Regions from separate parts of the Ovis aries genome. Here region 2 is linked to region 1. Evidence: chromatin contacts called from public Hi-C data. All regions are on one chromosome and are shown on one strand. Each heading gives the region's core, a stretch centred on a gene start, on an enhancer-like site or on the middle of the called end of the contact. The rest is flanking DNA. Distances are from core to core; before and after follow the strand shown. Region 1 has its middle 180 kb from the start of TRNAG-CCC. Region 2 overlaps RPS6KC1 (ribosomal protein S6 kinase C1).

Region 1 (5,415 bases), core at 2,655-5,154:
CACACACATGCTACACACACTACACACTCCCACGCACACACCACACACACTACACACACACTACACACCACTCACATACACACACACACACACACACACACTACATACACCACACAGACACACACAGCTGCCACAGAGGAGTCATGCACAGTGTGGCTGGCCCCTGACCGCAGCTGATATGTCCAGGGTGAACATCTGACCCCAGCCAGGACAATCCTCTTCCTCCCCAGTAATCCTGGATTTGGAATGAAGAGAATCTGTCTCTTTGCAGCAGCAGAAATGATAGTATGGAGCACCCAGGAGTTGCACATGTGGGCCCACATGTCCTAAACTGTGAGCCAGAGACCCAGCAGCTGATCCACAGAGAGAAGACACAGGAAGGGGTAAATGCAGAGGAGAAGACAAGAGTCAGAGAAACAGAGTGTCCCGACAGCATGTCCTGTCTTCATCCTTGTACCTAAGGCCTGGCCCAGTTCCCTGCCCTCAGCATCAATGAGATGGACCATACAAGGTCCTCATAAAAAACCAGTTCCTTTGAATTTCCTGCCCTTGTAACAGAAAGAATCCTAACCAAAACAGGCTCTCTCAAACACCCAATTATTTATAGATCTCCCTACATACTTCAAACTGTTACTGGGGAAGGTTATCACTGATGGCAAGTGATTTTTTTTTTCTGAACTGTCCAAATTTTCTACTCTGAACGTTTTTATCATTTAACATTTAGTGTCCACTTTCTAGTCCACCAAGAAGTGCCCAAGGTTAGGAGAAAATCTTTAATTAAGATAAAATATATATTCACTTTATATATTAATATATCATATATTATATACAGTCTTCACATTAGACGTAAGAGCTAATCTCATGGAAAATGTCAGTCTCTTTGAGGCTCGCTCTCCGAGGCCTCTGGTGGTGCTCCACTCTGTCCCCTGCCTCGGCCTGGCCTCCAGGTCACACCTCCCCTTTCAGCCACTCTGGGCTCTACTGATCCATTATCCAAAGGTCAACCATATGCATGTCTTAACAAAAGGACGGGCAGGAAAATGTCCATTTCTGCACATAGCGTGCCCACGTCTCTCTACGTCCCTTGCTCCTCTAAACTGTTGCCATTTTGGACTCTCCTTATTCCCAAGGAAGCCTTCAAAAGCTCTATGCTTTGGAAGCCTAGAGCAAACCCTCTTTTCTGACAGAGAATCAGAAAACTTGACGGGCACACCCCCTAGTGGTGGCCTAATGAATACCCCTCAATTATTACAGGTTACGAACTCATGGGGGTTCTCAAAGTTTGTTCCATGGGACTCCCAGCTCTGCAGGAAAATATCAGAGAGGACAAGCATTTTATGCTTAAGTTCGATTTGCAAACACTGAAATAAATGAAAGCAATCAGTTCGCTTTATCAAAGGACCCCTCTAACTCTTTACTATGGTGATGAATATTATGAATCTCCAAGATAAGATTTTCGCATACAGTGACTCTCAGATTTATCTGGTCATACTTATGGGAAATAATAGGAATACCTACCATTTAATAACCACATACATCTATTATAGTATTGTCATTTATAGATGGAGAAATTGATGTTTAAAGAGGTCAAATAACAAGTTTATATGACACCAAACTCCCATGTTCTTAACTTTATAAGATCCGAGCTTTATATTTGTTCCAGGACATAGCTCTGCAAACTCCACTTGCATCACTCAATCAGTGTGTGCTTACTCATGTCTGACTCTTTTGCAAACCCATGGACTGTAGCGTTCCTGGCTCCTTTGCCCATGGGATTCCCCAGGCAAAAATACTGGAGTGGGTTGCCATCCCCTCTCCCAGGGTCCACGTGCACAAACCAGGCAGTTAATGCACATCACGCTACCTGTTTCCCATAGTACCAGCCATGCCGTCCTACAGATCGTCTCCCCGTGGAACAGGAGGAACAGGAACCTACAGAAGATACAGAGAGCTCTCTAACAGCCCTTGGGAGGCTTCTGTTTCCATGACAATAGAGAGAGCATCAGTATTTCAACACCACAAACAAAAGCCTTCTTGAAAATCTCAGCAAAGGGGCCATGATGGGACACCACGTCAGGGAACCTAATACATAACTTTCCAGTGGTAATTATGAAAAATACAGTAGACTACTGTTTAATTTCTTATGAAAGAAGCTTGACTTATTTTGAGTCTTATATATGTTAACCTGGGTTTATTCCCCTGGAGAAGGGAATGGCAACCCACCCAAAATTCTTGCCTGGAGAATTCCATGGACAGAGGAGCTTGGCAGGGTAGAGTCCATGGGGTTGTAAAGAGTGAGACACGGCTGAGTTTTATCAACACTAGGATATTCCACAAGAATATCTGGGGATTTGTACATCTATTTACAAATGGAGATTAGAATACCCACCTTGCATTTTTATGTCAAATTTAAGTACATAATATAATTTAAAACCTAGATTGTTTTTTGGGTTTTGGACCTTTTTTTAATGTTTTTCAAGTAGAAGAAATCCAAAGATAGTTTAGTGGCTCGTGTAACTTAAAATAACAGCTTCAGGCACAGGTGGATCCAGGGGCTCAAAGGAAACCACCATTATTTTTAGGGAAAATAAATAGAACATAGTGCTATAAATCTGTCTTGGTCCCTTGTTCTGGCTGACATAGAGAGATGCTATAAATAATTACGTAGATGTTAAGAGTTTGGGGATGGACTCCCACCTCCATCACTGACCCTTAAGCTACTCCTGTTGAGACTTGACTTTACCATCTGTAAAAATGGACACACTACTCTTTTTTCACTTCAGTGGAAGCTTGCTGCCGCTGCTGCTAAGTCGCGTCAGTCGTGTCCAACTCTGTGCGACCCCATAGACAGAAGCCCACCAGGCTCCCCTGTCCCTGGGATTCTCCAGGCAAGAACACTGGACTGGGTTGCCATTTCCTTCTCCAATGCATGAAAGTGAAAAGTGAAAGTGAAGTCGCTCAGTCGTGTCCGACTCTCAGCGACCCCCTGGACTGTAGCCTACGAGGCTCCTCCATCCATGGGATTTCCCAGGCAAGAGTACTGGAGTGGGGTGCCATTGCCTTCTCCTCAGTGGAAGCTTAGGTAAGTAGTAAAGCTTTAAACAGCTTATTTACCTGAGAGGATTAAGTGCTGTGGTATATATATATACCACATATATTTGCACATATATATTTGCTATTAATGTTTAGGGAGATAGCATTTACACTGGCAAAGCGTTTTCCAAGTATTTATTTGTTTTACAAATTTATCATTTAAAGCTCCATAATTAGCCTGGTAAAACCTTCAACACTGCAAGCACAGTTTAAAGCCAATCAAGGCACAGAGGGAGAGCGAGATATATATATATCTCCATACCCATACCCATATTTAAATTCACATTGTGCCTGTGCACGTGTGTATGTTTGCAAGACACATATAAATGGCAAATAAGGAAACTTTGAAAAAAAAAAAAGACAGAGAGATAGATAGTCCCAGATTTTAAAACCACCCCCAAGGTAGAACAGGTGGCGAAAATATAATAAAACATGTTGCAAGGAACTTGTCATGAATTTTAAAAACAAAAACGCCTACAGACCAAATAAACTGCTCTGACACTCAGCTAAATCTGAAGTTCCCAAACTATTTTAAATGACAAAGCAGAAGTTCCCCAGAGGAGTCCAACCGGAATGGTTTGAGGGCGATCTCTGTGGAACTCGCACGGAACAGAGCTGGGAACAGAGCTGGAAACAGAGGGCAGACCCCCAGCCCACTGCCCCTGCCTCAGGGCCAGACCATGTGCCCAGGGGCCAAGGAGTCTGTTGATACAAAGACCTCTGGGAGCCTCCTGCCCCCACCTCCCTACCTGGTTGGTGGCTTCTCAGTGGATCTGAAGGCAAACATTTGGGTCACTTGACCAGAAGCTGGGCACACTTCCATCCGCTTGCTGGTGCCCTGTTTGAAGACAGGCTGGAGGCTCTGGCTTGGGAGCAGGGTTGGGGAGTTGGTGGTGCCAGCACCCCCCCCCATTCATTCATCACAACCACCTGCCTGTCCTTTTGCCTCTGTCCACAGTTTATGAAGAGCTTTCTCCTCCGCTGTCTCCTTCCATTACACGGAAACTCCCGGAGCTGCACGGAGGTGATAGCAGGACCTCATTCTGCAGTGAGGAAGAGGTTGCGTGATCCACCCAAAATCAGACAGCGGGACCCAAAGTGTCGGGTGGGACTCCTGGTCCAGTGCTCTGTGTACTAGAACGTGCTCACAAAGACCATGCATAAGATTGAGGGGAGGGGGTCAGCGTTCTGGTCCCCCAACCCCAGGCCCACAGGCTCACTTCCTCACCCCAGATCACACACTAACCAGAAAGCCCGTCATCCCTGCGCACCAGCAAACTGTTGTGATTTGAAAGCAGTGCGTCTTCTTCTTTCTCAAAGTGAAGCCATCTCTTGATGTAAAACATCCTGATTTGTAGCTACTGGTTTGGTTGAAAACAACACCATCGCCATCTGAACCTAACAAATCCATTTGCAGAGGGCTTCAGGCTGCAGAGCACAAGTTTGAGATCCCTGCCTGATCGCAGTACCCAAAGGCCTGGCTCCCTCACTGAAGGCCAGGATGTAATCCATTAAAAGAGGGCCAGTCTGGAGACACAGAGGGAGTCGGCAAACCTGAGTCTCCATCTTGGCCCTGACTCTTGCTAGTGGCATGATCTTAAGCACATCACTGAAGCAAGTCTCTCTGAACCTCAGTTGTCTCCTCTGTTGAACAGGGCTAATAACACCTCCCTGGTTTCTTCAGCCCTTACAGGGCTGTGGTTCAGTGAGCGTGCAGGCCTCCCACACCATCTTACACCACCCCAGCCCCCGATACAGCTTCCATTCAAAGCTTTCATCTCTCCTGCCATCCTGCCCTACGATCATTTGTCACTCCTTGAAACTAGTGGGGTGGGGGGTGGGGTCCTCACAGATTAGGTTTGCCCACCTTTGTTCTCCCCTGAGTATACAGGACATAATAGAAAGGAAGTGAAAGTCACTCAACTGTGTCCCACTCTTTGCAGCCCTGTGGACTATACAGTCCGTGGAATTCTCCAGGCCAGAATACTGGAGTGGGCCTTTCCCTTCTCCAGGGGATCTTCCCAACCCAGGGTTCAAACCCAGGTCTCCCAAATTGCTGGCAGATTCTTTACCAGCTGAGCCACAGGGAAGACCCAAGAATCCTGGACATGGGTAGCCTATCCTGTCTCCAGCGGAATGACCCAGGAATCATACCAGGGTCTTCGGCATTGCAAACAGATTCTTCACCAACTGAGCTATCAGGGAAGCCCTAGGATATAATAAGTGCTCAATAAATCTTACAGAATTAAGGGACTTCCCTGGTGGCCCAGTGGCTAAGACTCCATGCTCCCGAAGCAGGGGGCCCAGGTTCGATCCCTGGTC
Region 2 (6,213 bases), core at 3,153-5,652, 140 kb after region 1:
ACATCTGGTCTTAAAATTAAGAAGCATTACAATGCAGCTATTACTTAAAACTATTTAAGAATCTAATCTCATGTTCCTCTTCTAAAAAAGAAATTTGTCTAAGATCATAAAGAGAAAGATTAGGAGGAAATAAGAGATGAAAATTAACTTTCTTTTAATAATCTGAAGCTTGAAGTAAACCCCTTATTTCCCAATATCAGGTAGTACTAGGAAATGGACAGCAACTTTGTTTTTACACAGAAGAGGTGAAATACAGTATCAATTCATTTACCCTTATCAATGTTCTAGTTCTAATAGCCAAAGAATTTCTTCTCTTAAGAGAGACTAATAAATTATTTACTCAAGTGCCAAATAACAAGAACTAAACACTCTATTACTCTGTCTCATTTTTACCACTAGATCCAAATCACATTCTGATCTGATAAGAAGTATGGTTTCAAAATGGGTCTATTTCAACAGAGTGACCTTAACGCAGAGGTGAAGGAGACTGGCCCATGATTAAGGGATTCATGAAGGCTTCAGGATATACCCTGCCTAGGGATTGATCCCAAGGTTCCAGACCCTCAAACATACATAAGTGAAAGTGAAAGTCGCTCAGTCGTTTCTGACTCTTTGTGACCCCATGGACTATACAGTCCATGGAATTCTCCAGGCGAGAGTACGGGAGTATGTAGGCGTTCCTTTCTCCAAGGGATCTTCCCAATCCAGGGATTGAACCCAGTTCTCCTGCATTGCAAGCAGATTCTTTACCTGCTGAGCCACAAGGGAAGCCCAAGAATACTGGAGTGGGTAGCCTATCCATTTCCCAGCAGATATTCCCAACCCAGGAATCAAACCAGGGTCTCCTGCATTGCAGGCAGGTTCTTTACCAACTGAGCTACCCAGGAAGCCCAACAAACATAAAGTAACCCTTTAATCTTCCTTCCATCAGAAAGCTCTTGCCCTCCTGAACACGGTTAAGACTTAAGCTGAATTGAACCTTTTTTTGCCTAACCTAATATACTCAGGGCACAAGCTTCATCAGTACACAGGGGTATACCGATGGGGGTGTAGTGCACTGACGGAGGGAATTTTCCTCATGTAAAATTTCCACTATTCTATGGCAAACTTGAAAAGATACTGCTTCTCTCAAAGAAGATATAGATTTAGTTTTATAACATTAGGAACTAAAGGCAAAAGATTAAAAGTACTTGCTAATCATTCGAGGAAAACATTAAAACATTTACTATGTACAAGAGAGCTACTGTTGAAGTTTTGCTTAAGGGTAAATCAAACAAAAGAGCTTCTGTTTGAAACATAACGTTTAAATATTAACCACAGATATTTCACTCTTTTAAAATTACTTCTATGATTCCCTCTTGCCTTTTTCTTCCTTTTCCTATGGGGTGGAAGACTAGACCAGAAATACAGCCATACTTCCTGGTTGTAACATTATTATCTCAAAATATACATCTATATTCATCTGCTTTCTCTATCAACTTCACATGCTTAAAATTAGATTCCTCACTCATGGTGAAGTTACCTAGGACCAGAAATTCTGAGATCTAAATGATCCTTCTTTCAGACAACTTTGTTAAAAATCCTGGCAGTTAAATTTCACACTATTCAAGAGCTGTCTTGGCTTTTTTCCTCCAAATGAAAATATTTTCCATAAACTCCTCATTTCCATATTGCATATCATTTATGTACAAATGATATATGAGTAAAAACAGAATACTTAGAAAGTCCTCCAAGTGAAATAATTTTTTAACTTACTGATGTTAGACAAGAAATCAGTATTTATTCCTCAGGGGAAAAGTTCTTGCCTTAATAAGATGGACTCCAGTTTTGACTAAACTTTGTATAAGAAGGCTATTAGATCATCTGACATCTGGCATCTCCTCAATATTCAATAAATCTACTTCAGGTAGATATATGATAAAGCAAATGTTAATATTATAGGATGTTAACTGCAGAATCTAGGTGACAGATAAATATGGGTGTACATTTTTCTGTATGTTTGAAATTTTTTCAAAATAAAATGTTAAGGAAAAAGTTCAAAAATCTATTTTACTACTGAAATATTAAGGCCTAAAAAGTCTTAAATAATTTGCCTAATGTCATGCAATGAGTTAATGGCTGATTTCAGAATCTTGAGTTTTGATAATTCTCAATTCCATCATAATATTCTAAATCTTAAACCTATGACACCCTCATGGTATTTTTAAACCATCCATGGTCTGAGTCTTAGATCTAATTATCAAATACATAACTGTCACACAGAACACCATGCTTAAAAGGCAACTAATCGTGTGTAAAGCATGCTTATGGAGAAAGGCAGGAGAGACTATGCCCCCAAAATATATTCATGGATTATTTGACAAAATCAGGCAAGAAGAGCAAAGAGTGGTAGTAAATAAATGTCATGCTTTAAAAGTGAATTTTGCAGATAGTTTTCAGCATGGTTTTTCTGTTTCACTTTTCACCGTCAGCTGTGAGCTGTTTCCAAGTGTGAAATCGCCTAAGAGACGAAGCAAAGCTGTCATTTGACATCTGGGAGCGTGGAGATTGGGCTGCGGTAAAAAGCACTTCGGACTTCTTCAATTTACACACACATTCACCTATAAATTCTCAAGTGTGAAAAGTATTCAATGAAAAATATCAATGTAAATCTCAAGCATTTATAAAGGCTCATAATAGGCTGGAAAATAAAGGTGAAAGACACACTGACAGGATACCATATCAACTTGTTAACACTAGAATGGGAAACTTAAGTGATTATGTTAGCATAAAAACTAACATATAAACAAATTTTACTCACTTGTCTTAACTGCATATTAAACCTTCAAATCTAGTCTTTTGTGTTTTTATGTGCTTAATATTCTAAGGACTATTTTCTAGCTGCTTTTTTATGATAAAAGACAAGACCACTAAGAAAAAAATACTAGTAAAAAAAAAATATTTGACATTTTATTTTTCCTCTATATTTAAAATACTGTAACAAAAATTTTATTCTATATTATGATAAGCTAATAGCTCCAATGATAAAGCACATAAAATCTTTTACATAAATCTGTGTTTGTAGGTGTGTATATACAAACAAATAAAATCAGAGTAACTGTAAGGAAGCCCTCTGGAGAAGAATAACCAATTAACTCCATTTTTTCTATAATACTCCAGATTATTCTAAAATCTCTCCTAACAAAAAACAGGAGACTGATGTATGGCAGAAACCAACACAATATTATAAAGCAATCATCCTTCAATTTAAAATAAATAAGTTTAAAAAAATAGAAGAATCTGTCTAGACATCTCTTAATAAATATCTAAAACTCTCCTCAGATGGGAACTAGATAGTGTTATATTTATATTGTCATGCTATAAAATCTATTCCCACTTTGGGGACTATTTCTTCACTCTTTCTTTTCCTGAACTCTGTTCTGTGTTTCTACGGTATGAAAGGAACCCATTTGCCACGAATGATGTTTATTTAAAATAAAACCTTTCTAGAGAATCATCCTAGATAATCTAAGGATACAAAGTGAATATAAAAGGAATGGCTTCTACTTTGAAAACAGGGCTGGGTTTGATCAGTGAATTCGTATTCTCAAGACCCTCTTGATGGGCCTGCAGCTGCAGCCATTTATTTGCTGGCTTTTTCACAGATGTAGACAGAGAAAGCTCCATGGTTTTTGTCTTTTTGTTGTTGGATTTATTTTCTTTAATATAAAAATGTGACAACTTTTTTTTTAAGTTTTTGTTTCACTGTAGAAACTTGTGCACACCGGACATCCTTGGTAGAATATACATCGTTGAAATAACTATAACTTTTTAAAATTTAAGATCTCAAAGTTGGCAGAAACTATACTTAAATAACAGAAGGTGATCATTTGCATTTCAAAATTTATCTATCTTGCTTTTCCCCTCAATTAGACCAAAACATGTTGATTCACAGGTTTCTCTGTGTGTGTTTTCTTTTTTAAACTTATTTATAGAGCAGAATAATGGCCCCCCTGCTAGTTTGGCATTTGCTCAAGTTTCTGTCGAATCTGTTACTGGAAAATTTTCTCAAAATATAAAGGCACATCATCCACAAAATAAAAAGATACACTGCTGATATTACAGAGTACAGGGCAGGTGGGCAATGTTTTTAGGACAAATGTGTGATAAGGATTCCCAGGAGAGAGGAGTGGTGAGGGAGAGGCTGCACGCTGTTTACACAGAAGTGAGTCGTTCTCATCACAATCTTCCGACAACTTTACTTTCTAACCAAACATCAGCTGTTTAACATGCTTCAGAGTTACTTGGGCAATAATTCTAAGGTCAGAGCTGGGAAACAGGAGGGAAGCGGGGACATGGGAGACGTACTTCAACCCTTGGTACTACAAGGGGCAGATCAAAAGATAACTTGGTACTCTATGTCCCCGTGTGTTCACTGATTTGTGATTTTAACCACTGAAACATCAGCTTCTTATCACTGCTTCCACCCCTCTGAGAAGAGGAGCAAAGTCTACTTGTATTTTTATCAGCAGCACTGCTGTTCAGTTTTGAAAGAAACAGTAAATCACAAATTTTTGCTCCTTACAAATGCAACTCCCCTTCACTATAAGCAATGGGCAGGAGTACACAAACTTGAGTTCTGCACCTCTAGGTTTCAAATCATCTAAACTTGAACACCAGCGTTACTTTTCAATTAAGGCCATTACTGATCTGAGTTTTATCCTATTGGTAAATTAATAGGTCCAAGGAATGAAGAGACTTCTCACATTGTTCAATATATGCCATAATACAAAACGCTTTTGTAACTCACAAAGCTTTAAAGTGCAATTCTTTTATACAAATAATTAAAACAAAGCCCTTCTTCAGATGACAGCTTTTTTCAAATGTTAGAGGGCAACCTAGACCATGACAGAAAAAATCCATTAATGGTAGACTGCCACCTGCTGGTAAACTTTGGGAACTGTGCTTTCTGGGAAAAGGCTTAAAAATTACAACTTGGAAACTGATCTGTGTTAAATTCAGTACACAAAACTGTATTCAACTGAGCACAGAGGCGAAAGTATGTACCTGCTGATGAGCATCATATGGTTTTGTTCCACATGTATTAGAATTCTCAGGGGGTCAACAAGCTATGGATGTTAAACATGTCTGTAGTTTGAAGAAAAATAATCTGCTAGAAAGCCAAAGCACAACCCTACGGATAGTTTTCAACAAGAAAGTGAGAAGAAAAATAGGAAATAAAGAGTCAGTTATAAACATTAAACTACTTCACAAACATCTGGTTTTGATGCGAGGTTTATACTACACTTATACTTAACGATTTAACAGGTTTTACATTAAAAAAAAACAACTCCCAGATTTAATGTTGACCCTAAACCCTTGAATCTGAGCAAACTCTAGGAGACAGTGAAGGACAGAGAGGTCTGACATACTGCAGTCCACGGGGTCACAAAGAGTCAGACACAGCTTAGCTACTGAACAACAATAAAACCTTGAAATTCATTATATTAACATACATATTTATATACATTGGTACCTAAAATATTATTTATTATCAAATTAGAAAGGGGGAAAGTCTGTCAAAAAGTAAACCAGATAACCATAATAAAGTGATTTCACTATGAAATTTTTTTTGTTATCCCATTAACTAAATCATACTAATAAGATCAACAGCCAGCATAATATTATCTATTTGTGAGAAACAAAAAAATGTAGGCATGTTCTATGCTCTATTGCCCCTGGGAAGAAACAAAATGAAACGATCCTAATTTGGGGGACGAAAGAGGAAAGAAAAGAGTGTAACAGTAAGAAGAAAATCTAATTCATTGTTTTCAGGAAATAGTTTGAGGATATCTGCTTGGCATATTGAAAAACTTTTCTATTCCCCAATAAAGAAATAATTCTTAACAATGAAAATTCTAACTAAAAACCATATAGCTCTTTCAATCCTAATTATAATCATTTCCCATTATGCAGGGAAACAATGTTAGCATAAACAAAACGCTGGTTTGCAAGTAAACGTTAAATACTGTATTAATCAACAACCAAGCTGATCATGTCAATACAATCCAGAGTGGTGATGAGTAAAGCAACTTTGGCCATCCAAAGGGGCTGAAAGTGAAAGTCGCTCAGTTGTGTTTGACTCTTTGCAACCCCATGGACTATACAGTCCTTGGAATTCTCCAGGCCAGAAAACTGGAGTGGGGAGCCTTTGCCTTCTCCAGGGGATCTTCC

Evidence for each region. A called contact is a pair of places that touch in the nucleus more often than the background predicts.
Region 2: a contact with region 1 is called in a Hi-C map of liver, with 5 times the contacts expected there. The contact joins two enhancer-like sites. A contact is called at or near these places in 2 of 16 Hi-C or Micro-C datasets (liver and mixed tissues).

The regions. Positions count from the first base shown.
Region 1 is chr12:69,696,532-69,701,946 of ARS-UI_Ramb_v3.0, forward strand. No RefSeq gene overlaps it. Among named protein-coding and RNA genes, the nearest start is that of TRNAG-CCC, 180 kb to the right of the region's middle. Within about 2 kb of position 3,905, at least 1 of the 54 cell types and tissues checked has an H3K27ac peak or open chromatin away from gene starts, as enhancers often do. A contact at or near this core is called in liver, where this site is marked.
Region 2 is chr12:69,836,174-69,842,386 of ARS-UI_Ramb_v3.0, forward strand. All of the region lies in intron 13 of RPS6KC1 (ribosomal protein S6 kinase C1), which reads right to left. Among named protein-coding and RNA genes, the nearest start is that of TRNAG-CCC, 41 kb to the right of the region's middle. Within about 2 kb of position 4,403, at least 1 of the 54 cell types and tissues checked has an H3K27ac peak or open chromatin away from gene starts, as enhancers often do. A contact at or near this core is called in liver, where this site is marked.